Linked DNA regions of Sus scrofa: region 1 is linked to region 2. Evidence: chromatin contacts called from public Hi-C data. All regions are on one chromosome and are shown on one strand. Each heading gives the region's core, a stretch centred on a gene start, on an enhancer-like site or on the middle of the called end of the contact. The rest is flanking DNA. Distances are from core to core; before and after follow the strand shown.

What was found. Hi-C and Micro-C count contacts between places; a contact is called where the count stands out from the background.
Region 1: a contact with region 2 is called in a Hi-C map of liver, with 3 times the contacts expected there. The contact joins the promoter of ALOX12 here to the enhancer-like site in region 2. A contact is called at or near these places in 7 of 47 Hi-C or Micro-C datasets (embryonic fibroblasts, epiblast stem cells, fetal heart ventricle and 2 more) and 2 of 2 datasets of contacts at active chromatin or transcription factors (alveolar macrophages and skeletal muscle).

Annotation. Positions count from the first base shown.
Region 1 is chr12:52,398,224-52,403,287 of Sscrofa11.1, forward strand. It overlaps ALOX12 (arachidonate 12-lipoxygenase, 12S-type), which reads left to right and starts at 3,638. Exons shown (of 14, transcript XM_003483092.4): 1 at 3,638-3,790; 2 at 4,381-4,582. The coding sequence starts at 3,656. LOC110256106 (a long non-coding RNA gene) reads right to left here and starts at 4,266. Exons shown (of 9, transcript XR_002337351.1): 1 at 4,129-4,266; 2 at 3,411-4,026.
Region 2 is chr12:52,362,406-52,368,012 of Sscrofa11.1, forward strand. All of the region lies in intron 4 of LOC110256106 (a long non-coding RNA gene), which reads right to left. Among named protein-coding and RNA genes, the nearest start is that of ALOX12, 37 kb to the right of the region's middle. Within about 2 kb of position 3,241, at least 41 of the 83 cell types and tissues checked have an H3K27ac peak or open chromatin away from gene starts, as enhancers often do. A contact at or near this core is called in alveolar macrophages, embryonic fibroblasts, liver and 2 more, where this site is marked.

The DNA.
Region 1 (5,064 bases), core at 2,388-4,887, 36 kb after region 2:
TCTTTGAAAGGTATGTCAATTCTTCTTTTTTCTTTTTTTCGCCTTTTAGGGCCGCACCTACTGCATATATAAGTTCCCAGGCTAGGGGTCGAATCAGAGCTATAGCTCCGGGCCTACGCCACAGCCACAGCAACGTGGGCTCCAAGCTGTGTCTGCAACCTACACCACAGCTCACAGCAACACCGAATGCTTAGCCCACCGAGTGAGGCCAGGGATCGAACCCTCATCCTCATGGTTACCAGTCAGGCTTGTTACTGCTGAGCTGTGACTGGAATCAATCTTTTTAGAAGCTAAGCCAGCCTCTTGCAGCGTTATGACCCAGGACCGTCTCTGCCAAGGCCCTGGGAGGCACCTCTTTGAAATGGAAGCATCGGAAGAGAGGGCACCCCTATCTCCCAGCTTCTGTGGGAGGGTAGGACCCTAACTGAGCCAGGAGGTGGGCTCCTGGCTCCAAGATGCAAAACTACCCCCTGTCATAAACATGCAGGAACTTTGCTTTTCCTATGACTAAGCCTGTTAATAACCCAAGGACTACCAACTACCAGGTAAAGTTGGAATGTGTGTGACAAGAGGGGGTGTCAGGCCTCTTACTTGAGGACTAATTAATGTTTATCTTGGGAACCTGTGTGTGATGGCTCTATCTGCTTGGTTCTATAAATGGGTGGGGTTACTTTACAATCTCTCAGCGGATGGCCCGTGACTCAGGTCACGTTCTGGAAATGCTCATTCAACTGTGAAACTGTCTTCTTTCCTCTGCTACCTTTGCGGAAAGCTTTTCCCAGGTTGGGAAATTTTGTTTTTAATTATAGCCTCCAAACAGAATGCTTCTGCTTATGCAAAAACAAGTGGGAGGGTCTTGAGAAGAAAGACCCCTAAATGGAGGCTGAGACCTGGACATGGAAAAACAGTATGGGGTAGGGAAATGCAAAGGGATTTCTAGAAGGAATGAGCTCTAAGGGTTTTATTTATTTTTTCCCCACGTTTTAGGGCCACACCTTGTAGCATATGGACGTTCCGGGGATAGGGGTGGAACTGGAGCTATAGCTGCCGGCCTACGCCACAGCCACAATGCCAGATCCGAGCGGCGTCTGCAACCTACAACACAGCTCGTGGCAACGCCAGACCCTTAACCCACTGAGTGTGACCAGGGATCAAACCTGCATTCTCATGGATACTAGTTGGGTTCATTTCCGCTGAGCCACAGTGGGAACTCCATCTAAGTGCTTTAAACATGAACTTATTTGACATAGGTAATAGCTTGGATTATAGCTTATTGGATTATTTTTTTTTTGTCTTGTTTTTAGCACATGGAGGTTCCCAGGTTAAGGGTGCAATTGGAGCCACATCTGCCACCTACACCACCGGATCCTTAACCCACTGAGCAAAGCTAGGGATCAAACCCACATCCTCATGGATACTAGTTGGGTTCATTATCGCTGAGCCACAATGGGAACTCCAATAGTTCTTAATTATTCATCCCCACCCCCACCCTGTCTCTGCTCTGTGACCTTGAAGTCCTCTCCAGTGGGCAGAAAAGGTGCCATGAAACAGCAGAGAAGCAGGTGGAAATATGACTGGTTTAGAGAGTAGGTATGAAGCAAACTCTTTTCTAAGCAAAAGGGTATGGAAAGGCCAGATTCAGCTACTACCTGAGATGGGAATGAGAGCCATTCTACTTGGATATTCTGGTGACTCCCAGAACTAGAGGAAATGGGGGGCCAGCAAACGGCAGACACCAGCCCTGAGCACTGAGGAGGTGGCCAGGAGTAGGCCCAGAAGATAAAGGGGAGGAGCAGAGTTCCTGCTGTGGCACAACAGGATCTGCAGTCTCTGGAGTGCTGGGACAGTTTCGATCCCTGGCCCCGCAGTGGGTTAAGGATCCAGCATTGCTGCAACTGCAGCATAGTTCACAACTGCAGCTCAGATCTGATCCCTGGCAGGGCAGCCAAAAAAGGGCACCCAGCAAGGATCGTTCGCCTCCATAAGCTTTGGAGGCTGGAACGTAGGACTGGAATTCCTCTTACCCCCACCAGTAACTAACATGTCAGGTCATTTTTGAGGGTCTGGCTGAAGAAAGCAGATTTTCCTTGCTCCAGCCTAGCCCAGGCCACCAGTCACATCCTCTATGAGCCAAATATTTATATGACTTGGGCCCAGAATACCTAGATAGGGTCATGCAAGAGACTTCGTGGGTGAGTGGCAAAGCCTGAGCCCTGAATCATCCTTCTCATGTTTACAAAGTCCCTAACCAGCACTGGCTCCACTGCTGCTCCCTGGTTTCCTGCCCTGAGGGCCACGGAGGACCAGGAAATAGCTGGGGGGAGCAGGATGAAGACAAGAGGAAAGAGAAAAGAAGTAGAAGTTCGTGACTAATACCAACTTTATATCGATTTTTTAGGAGAAAGTTGAATTCCGGTGAGGGAAGCAGGCACCAGGGTCGGTGAAGCCAGAGTAAAAAATTAACCTGGAACAGAAAGAAGGGGAAGGAGTTCCTGTTGTGGCTCAGTGGTTAACAAATCCGACTAGGAACTGTGAAGCTGCAGGTTCGATCCCTGGCCTTGCTCAGTGGGTTAAGGATCCGGCATTGCCGTGTAGGTGGCAGATTCAGCTCGAATCTCGTGTTGCTGTGGCTGTGGTGTAGGCCGGCGGCTACAGCTCTGATTAGACCCCTAGCCTGGGAACCTCCATATGCTGCAGGTGTGGCCCTAGAAAAGATTAAAAAAAAAAAAAAAGAAAGAAAGAGAGAGAGGGAAGGAGGGAGGAAGGGAAGAGGCTGCATTCACCTGGAGGGGGGAAAGGCCATGGGAGTCGCCCACGGATGCTGGGTCCCTAAGTGACTCCATCCTGAGCCCTAACACCTGAGTCCCTAACATTCTCTGCACCCGCTCTGAAGGCTGGAAAAAAGAAGGCTTTCACTGTCCTGCCTCAGAGGCCTCCCTCAGCCTCTGGCGGGCATCTGGTCCTAACCCCACCCTCTCTGAAACGAGGTCAGGGGAAGGGAGGGAGAAGGCTTTGAGCTGTTACTTTTCCAGGTTCTAGGCGGCCTGGGGGGCCTCTGGCCACTTACTTAAAGACTGGGCTCGAAGGAGATAGGAATCAGGAACTGAAGCCTTACTGGGCCGCACTGGGTCTAAGAGCCAGACATTCCCAGGGCCCAGCACAGCCTCCCTGGGGTCGGTCCAGTTTTCCCCAGGTCCCAACCCAGAAAAACTTAGACTTTCCCCTCCGTTTGGAAGACTGACTCACCCCCTCTTCCTCCCAGCTCTCCAAAAGGCCCAGAGCCCTCGGGAAGTGTCCTCCTCGGGGCTCCCTCCTCCCCCGAGGCTTCTGGCCTCAGGCCTCCCAGGCGGTTCCAGAGAGACCCCGGCGCATCCATCCTCTCGGCCTCACCCGGGCTGAGGCCCCTTTACCTTCTCGCAGCTCCGCTCCGGCCGGCCGGCCGGGAGGCGCGGCCCTTCCGCACAGCCCGCGGGGCCGCTGCAGGTTTGGGCTAGTCCGGGGCGGGGTCTGGGAGCGCCTGAAAGTGGGGACGAGGGCGGGGACGCGGACCCAGCCTTAAAGGCCCGGACCGGCCCTAAGGCGCCTCGACAGCCGCCGGCCGCCCGGGGCGGCCCCGAGAAGCGCGCACGGCGCGGGTCCCCTCGCCCGAGCCGCCATGGGCCGCTACCGCATCCGGGTGGCCACCGGAGACTCGATCTTCGCCGGGTCGCTCAACAGCGTGCAGCTGGGGCTGGTCGGGGCGCGCGGGGAGACGGAGCTGGAGCTGCAGCTGCGGCCGGCGCGGGGCCAGGTCAGCGGGCGGCGCGGGGCCAGACCCCCCCCTCCCCGGCCGGGACGCGGGGGGCTGGCGAGGGGCGGGGTCCGGGGGCCAAACGGCAGCAGGACCTTGCCAGGCGTTGGGACGGCGGCGGCGCCCGGGCCAGGAGAGGATGGGGGTGGGGGGCACGGCCCGGGCTGGGAGCGACCTGCTTCTCCCTTCGCGACGGCCCTCCTCGCAGCCTCCAACTCCTCCTCCTCCAAATGACCCTAGTGTCAATACAGGATGACGGGTCAAACGGGAAGCTCCCGAGAGCGCGCGGGCGCGGGAGAGCTCAGTTAAAGGACCCACGGAGGGGAGGATGCTCAGACCTCACGTCTCTGCGGGCCGCGCGCCGGGCTCCCTCTTCCTCCCGGTGCGACGGGGCGGCTGAGACCCACCGCGCGGGTGTCAGGAACAGGGAAGGACGGAGGCTGTCTTTGGAGGTCTTGACAACGGAGGCTCCACGAAGAGCCCTCTCCTCTCCCGTCCCCATCGCACGTCTGGCCCCCAACCCCCACCCTGGCAAAAACGCCCCCCCCCCCAGGACCCTGCTATTGAGTCTCCGGATTCTGGTCCCACAGGAGGAGGAGTTCGGGCTTGACGCTCCCAAGGACTTGGGGCCGCTGCAGTTCGTCAAGCTGCGCAAACACCACTCCCTGGTGGACGACGCGTGGTTCTGCGACCGCATCACGGTGCAGGGCCCTGGAGCCGGCGAGGAGGTCGCCTTCCCCTGCTACCGCTGGGTGCAGGGGGACGGCGTACTGTGCCTGCCCGAGGGCACCGGTGAGGGGCAGGGTCGGGAGACGGGGCGCAGGCCCTGGGGAAGGGAGGAGGGGCGAGGTCTGAGAAAGATCAAAGGGGCTTGAAAAAAAGTGGGTGTTCAGCAGGTTAAATGCAGAGAAGGCAGGAAATGGGAAAAAGTTATAAAGTGCCAAATTTATACACAGAATAAAAAGGCTGCACGTGGGGCCGGACTGGGACACTTTGTGTAGGTCCCACCCTCCAAGAAGGTGAGGACAAGCAGGGGGCTTGCAGCAAGGCTGGAAAACATAAGAACTGGGGGGAGGGGGGGTGAGCTCCATAGGGGGTCTTGGAGAGTTAGGGCAGGACAGGTAAGGGTGGCACACGGACTAGGGATGGGAGCGACCCCCCCAGAGGAGACAGCAAAGGGAAACAATAAACGGTCTGACATGGAGGAGTTCCTGTCGTGGCTCAGTGGTTAACGTACCCGACTAGGACCCATGAGAACGCGGGTTCAATCCCTG
Region 2 (5,607 bases), core at 1,991-4,490:
ATATGACAGCATTTACTGTGTTCCTGGTAGAGAACAGAGGAAAAACCTTCTCTGACATACCTCATACCGGTGTTTCCTGAGGTCAGTCTACCAAGGCAACAGAAACCAAAGGAAAAAATAAACAAATGGGATCTAATCAAACGTATAAGCTTTTGCACAGCAAAGGAAACCATAAACAAAATGAAAAGACAACCTATGGACTAGGAGAAAATATTAGTAAATGATGCAACAAGGGGGTTAATATCCAAAATACACAAACAGCTCATATAAGTCAATAACAACACAGAACAAAACAAAACAGGAGTTCCTATCGTGGCTCAGTAGTAATGAACCTGACTAGTATTCATGAGGACACAGGTTCAACCCCTGGCCTCACTCAGTGGGTTAAGGATCTGGTTTGCTCTGAGCTATGGTGTAGGTCGCAGACGCGGCTCGGATCTGGTGTTGCTGTGGCTGTGGTGTAGGCTGGCAGCTGCAGCTCTGATTTGACCCCAAGCCTGGGAAACTCCATATGCTGTGGGTGTGGCCCTAAAAAGACCAAAGATAGGAGTTCCCATCATGGCACAGCAAAAACAAATCCGACTAGAAACCACGAGGCTGTGGGTTCCATCCCTGGCCTCGCTCAGTGGGTCAAGGATCCAGCGTTGCCATGAGCTGTGATGTAGGTCACAGACACGCTTGGATCCTGCGTAGCTGTGGTTGTGGTGTAGGCTGGCAGCTGGAGCTCTGATTCGACCCCTAGCCTAGGAGCCTCTATATGCCATGGGAGTGGCCCTAAAAAGCAAAAAAGAAGACAGACAAAAAAAAAAAAGAAGAAGAAGACATACAGATGGACAACAGGTACACAAAAAGATTCTCAGCATTGCTAATTATTAGAGAAATGCCAATTAAAACCACAATGAGGTGTCATCTCACACTGGTCAGATTGGCTATCGACAAAAAATCTACAAATAATAAATGCTAGAAAGGGTGTGGAAAAAAGGGAGCCCTCTCATACTGTTGGTAGGAAGGTAAATTGGTGCAGCCACCATGGAAAACATTATGGAGTTAAAAGAACTAAAAATAGGAGTTCTCATTGTGGCTCAGTGGGTTAAGGACCCAATGCAGCCTCTGTGAGGAAATGGGTTCCATCCCTGGCCTCGCTCTGTGGGTTAAGGACCCAGCATTGCTGCAAGCTACACTGTAGGTCGCAGATGCACCTCCGATCCAGTGTTGCCGTGGCTGTGGCATAGGCCTGCAGCTGCAGCTCCCATTCGACCCTTAGCCTCCAATTCGACCCATATGCCACAGGTGCAGCCATAAAAAGAAAAACAAAAACAAAAACTAAACTAAAAATAGAGCTACCATATGATCCAGCAATCCCACTCCTGGGTATACAGCCAGAAAAAACCAAAAACTCTAACTCAAAAAAATAGATGCACAGGTTTTCACCATTCTCTAATTTGCTGAATAAATATAGCATGGCTAGACTTTTTTCTGCAAGACAAAATACTCCCTGTCCACTGCAGAAAAGGTAGGGAATTTGGATAAACAAAAAAGGAGAAAAAATAATATAAAAATCATCCCAAATCCTCCCACCAAGACATGTGACCTTTTCTGCACATTTTCTTTTTTTCTGTGTAACCACAGAGGAGACCTACAGTGCTTGCTCCTCCTTCGGGAGGAATTTCCCCTCTTACCACCCCAGCTGCTCATGCTGCTGAGTTTATACCGTCAGCGCCACCCCTCAGGTCACTGGATGAGGCATCCTGCCTGTATTAGTCAGGGTTTAGTCAGGAAAGCAGACGCCACCCTGAGTTTTTCAAACCAAATAAAGGAAATGGGTTCCACAGGAAATGGAAAAGCTGAGAGGCCAAACAGAGGATGGCGAGGCGACTGGAGGTTCACGAGGGTCAGGAGCAGCTGCTGCCCCAGGGCTGAAGGGACGGCGGGAGAAGGACGTTTTATCAGAACACAGAGGTTGGGACCAGCCAGAAGGAGCCAGAAGCAAGGAAAGGGATTTCCAGGGAGGTGGACCCATAGCAGGAAGGTCTGTTTTTTTTTTTTTTTTTTGGCAGGGGGGAACAGGAGACTTCAGAAAAGAGAAGCAGTCGTAGTCAAGGACCTCACAGGAAGAGACAAAGCAGGGAGGACCCCCTAGCCTTTCCCCTCTCCTATTCTCCAATCATCTGCCACTGTCTTCCTTTGGCCGAAGCTACCCAGAAGGTTCTGACCAGAGGAGGACAGGAGAGGGGATGGGAGTGAATGCACATAAGCAATTGGCCAGCAACTGTCTAAGAGCAACCGATCAGCTGGCCAGCCACACGCCATCACCGATTCTTACCAAAAAGGTTCACGCGGACTCTAACCAAGAGGAAATAATCAAGAGTTCCTGTCGTGGCTCAGTGGGTTCAGAATCCAATATAGTGTCCCTGAGGATGTGGGTTCGACCCCTGGCCTCGCTCAGTGGGTTGAGGATCTGGCATTGCCGCAAGCTCTGACAGAGGCCACAGGTGCGGCTCAGACCCGTTGTTGCCATGACTGTGGTGTAGGTTGCAGACACAGCTTGGATCCTACATGGCTGTGGCTGTGGCCGGCAGTTATAGTTCCGATTCAACCTCTAGCCTGGGAACCTCCATATGCCACAGGTTCAGCCCTAAAAAGATAAAAAAAAAAAAAAAAAAGGAAAATGCCATGATGTCTTCAACTAACTGCACACATTTATATAAAGCGCAATCAAGCAAAGTGGCAAGTGTTAAAATTGGTGACTACGTGAGGAGTCTACAGGCATTTGGTCTATTATTCAGGCAACTATCCTGAAAGTGTAACATTTTTCAAACTAAAAACTTGAGGGAAAAAATAGGCTTTGACCACTGGCATGAGGTGAAAAGATGAACTGAACCAACTAGTTCTTAGGCATTTGAACCTAAAAATACAAAAGAGAACTTACCGGTTAGCAATAAATTTGGAGCTAACAGAAAAACACGAGTGGAGTTACGGCAAAGAGCAAACTAAAATTATGCGCGAGTCAAAATTATGCGGTAGGAGAAAAGCTATGGCAAATTGCAAAAATAGCTGCCAAGTAATCTTTCCACTTCTCCCATTAAGAGGGGAAGTCTGTTTCTCCTCCCTGTCATCTGAATTCGCTTTGGTCAACAAAATCCAGCGGAAGTGACACAGTGCCAGCTCTGGACCTGGGGCTTAAGGGACCTGACAGCTTCGGCTTGAGTTCTCCTCAAGCACTGAGTCACCAGGAAAAATAGCTCCCCCCGGAGAGATTGGTCCAGCTGAGCCCTCGCTGGTCTAGACACTGTAGCTGAGAAGCCACACACGTGAGTGAAGCCATCAACGTCACTCAGCCCCAGTCAGGCTGACCCAGCCAACACTCGATGGAGCGGGACTGAGCCGTTCCCGCCGATCCCTTCCCAAATCACAGCATCGAGAGCCAATAAATAAAAGGCGATTGTTGCTTTAAGCCAAAGAATTTGGGGGAGGTTCACCGTAGAACCAATAGAGAGCAGAGGAGACAGACAGGGACGCAGAGATGCCTGTAGGGAAAGTGAAAAACTTCCTGGGTTTGATCCTTCCAGTTCATTCCACACATAGACGCAAAACAATCCCCACCCCTCTCTCGAGTTAAATCAAGCAGATCTCTGTTCCCGGCAGCAGAGCCGGACACAAACGGTCCCTCCCGCCCTTTCTCTGTGCAGGTGTTTTCCTTTTTCAAAGATTCTGGATGAACATCTCTTCGTTCTGCTGGTGCCCGTTCATCTCCTTATTTATTGAGTGATAGCACCTGCTGTTTACAATGGGTCATTGTGAAATGCAGCGCATAAATAGGAGGGGGGGTAAACTAATTAGTGCCACTTCAATAACAGCGCAAGCTACCAACCACCCAGTGTGAGATATAAAACATTTCCAGTCTTTTCAAAGCCTCTGTTTACGCCTCAGTTGCAGTCTTTACCCTCAGCGCTAACCGCTGGGATGGTTATTGCGTTGGTCATTCCAATTTTTCCTTTCCATTTCCACCTAATTTGCACCCCTAAATATTACTTTGTTTTGGAAACCTGAGTAGCAAGCACCAGTCAAGGAGGGCGAGGAAGAGGTGATCCTGCCACCGTTGAAGGAGAAGAGAAGCTGAACCGACTCTGGGCCACTGTCTGGCTTCAGCTTCCCGGAGCCTTTACAAGAGCCTTAATGGGAAAATCATTGAGTAAGACGATGAGTAACCCCGGGCATCAGGCTCAGCAGTTGAGACATGTGGCAGCACCGCAGCACGGGCCAGGGTTTAGGTGTCTGGCTGGGATACAGTCAGAGGGAGGGGCTCCTCTGTGTTTTCTGTTCACATGACTTGTGCTCCAACTCCTCAAAGAAGTCAGGAGTTCCCATCGTGGCTCAGTGGTTAACGAATCCAACTAGGAACGAGGAGGTGACGGGTTCGAGCCCTGGCCCTGCTCAGTGGGTTAAGGATCCAGCGTTGCCGTGAGCTGTGGTGTAGGTCACAGAGTGGCTCGGATCCCATGTGGCTGTGGTTCTGGCGTAGGCTGGCGGCTACAGCTCCAATTTGACCTCTAGCCTGGGAACCTCCATATGCCGGGGGAGCGGCCCTAGAAAAGGCAAAAAGACAAAAAAAAAAAAAAAAAAAAAAAAAAAGTCAAAGCAGAGCATTTGTAGACAAACATCCACAGCAGATCACGCATGAGTAATCAGCACGTTGGGGAAGTTCAGAGAAAAACTGGGGCCTGTCTCTCTGAACACCCTGTCCTTGATTTAAAAGTCCACCTGATGGCACAGGGGCAGAGGGGGGCAGCTGCCCTCCATTTGTCTCTCTCTCTGGGGTCACGCTGCTTCAATCCGCAATGGTTTCCTTCTGCAACTAGCGCAGCTGTCATCCTGGAGCCCCCAACACCCTCACCTCAAGGACTCCCCTCTCCTTTCTCCTGCGTCAGATCCCTACCTGTTGTGTCCCACACCTTCCTCTTGGTTTATTCTCTCGTTAAAAAAACACAGGGATGTTGTGAGAAAATCCAGGGAGAATGTGAGAAAAAGAACGTATATACATGTACAACTGGCTCACGTTACTGTACAGCAGAAATGGACACAACATTGTAACTCAACTATTTAAAAAAACAACACAGCTGCTGAGAGTGTGCACTGTTGCTCAGTGGGTTAAAAACACAACTCCGTTGTCCATGAGGATGCAGGTGCAATCCCTGGCCTTACTCAGTGGGTTAAGGATCTGGCTTTGCCACAAGCTGCAGCATAGGTCTCAGATGCAGCTCAGATCTTGCGTTGCTGTGGCTGTGGTGTAGGCTGGCAGCTGTAACTCCAATTCCACCCCTAGCCTGGGAACCTCCATATGCCTAGGGTGCGCCATTTAAAAAGAAAAAAAAAAAAAGCCTCTGGGAGTTCCCACTGTGGCACAGTGGGTTAAGAATCCTACTGCAGCAGCTCAAGACACTGTGGAGGCATGGATTCCATCCCCTGCCTGGTACAGTGCATTAAAGGATCCGGCATTGACACAGCTACAGCTCAAATTCAGTCAATCAGTGGCCCAGGAACTTCCATATGCTGCAGGTGCAGCCATAGGAAAGAAAAAATCCCCCCACACACAGCCTCCAGAGTTCC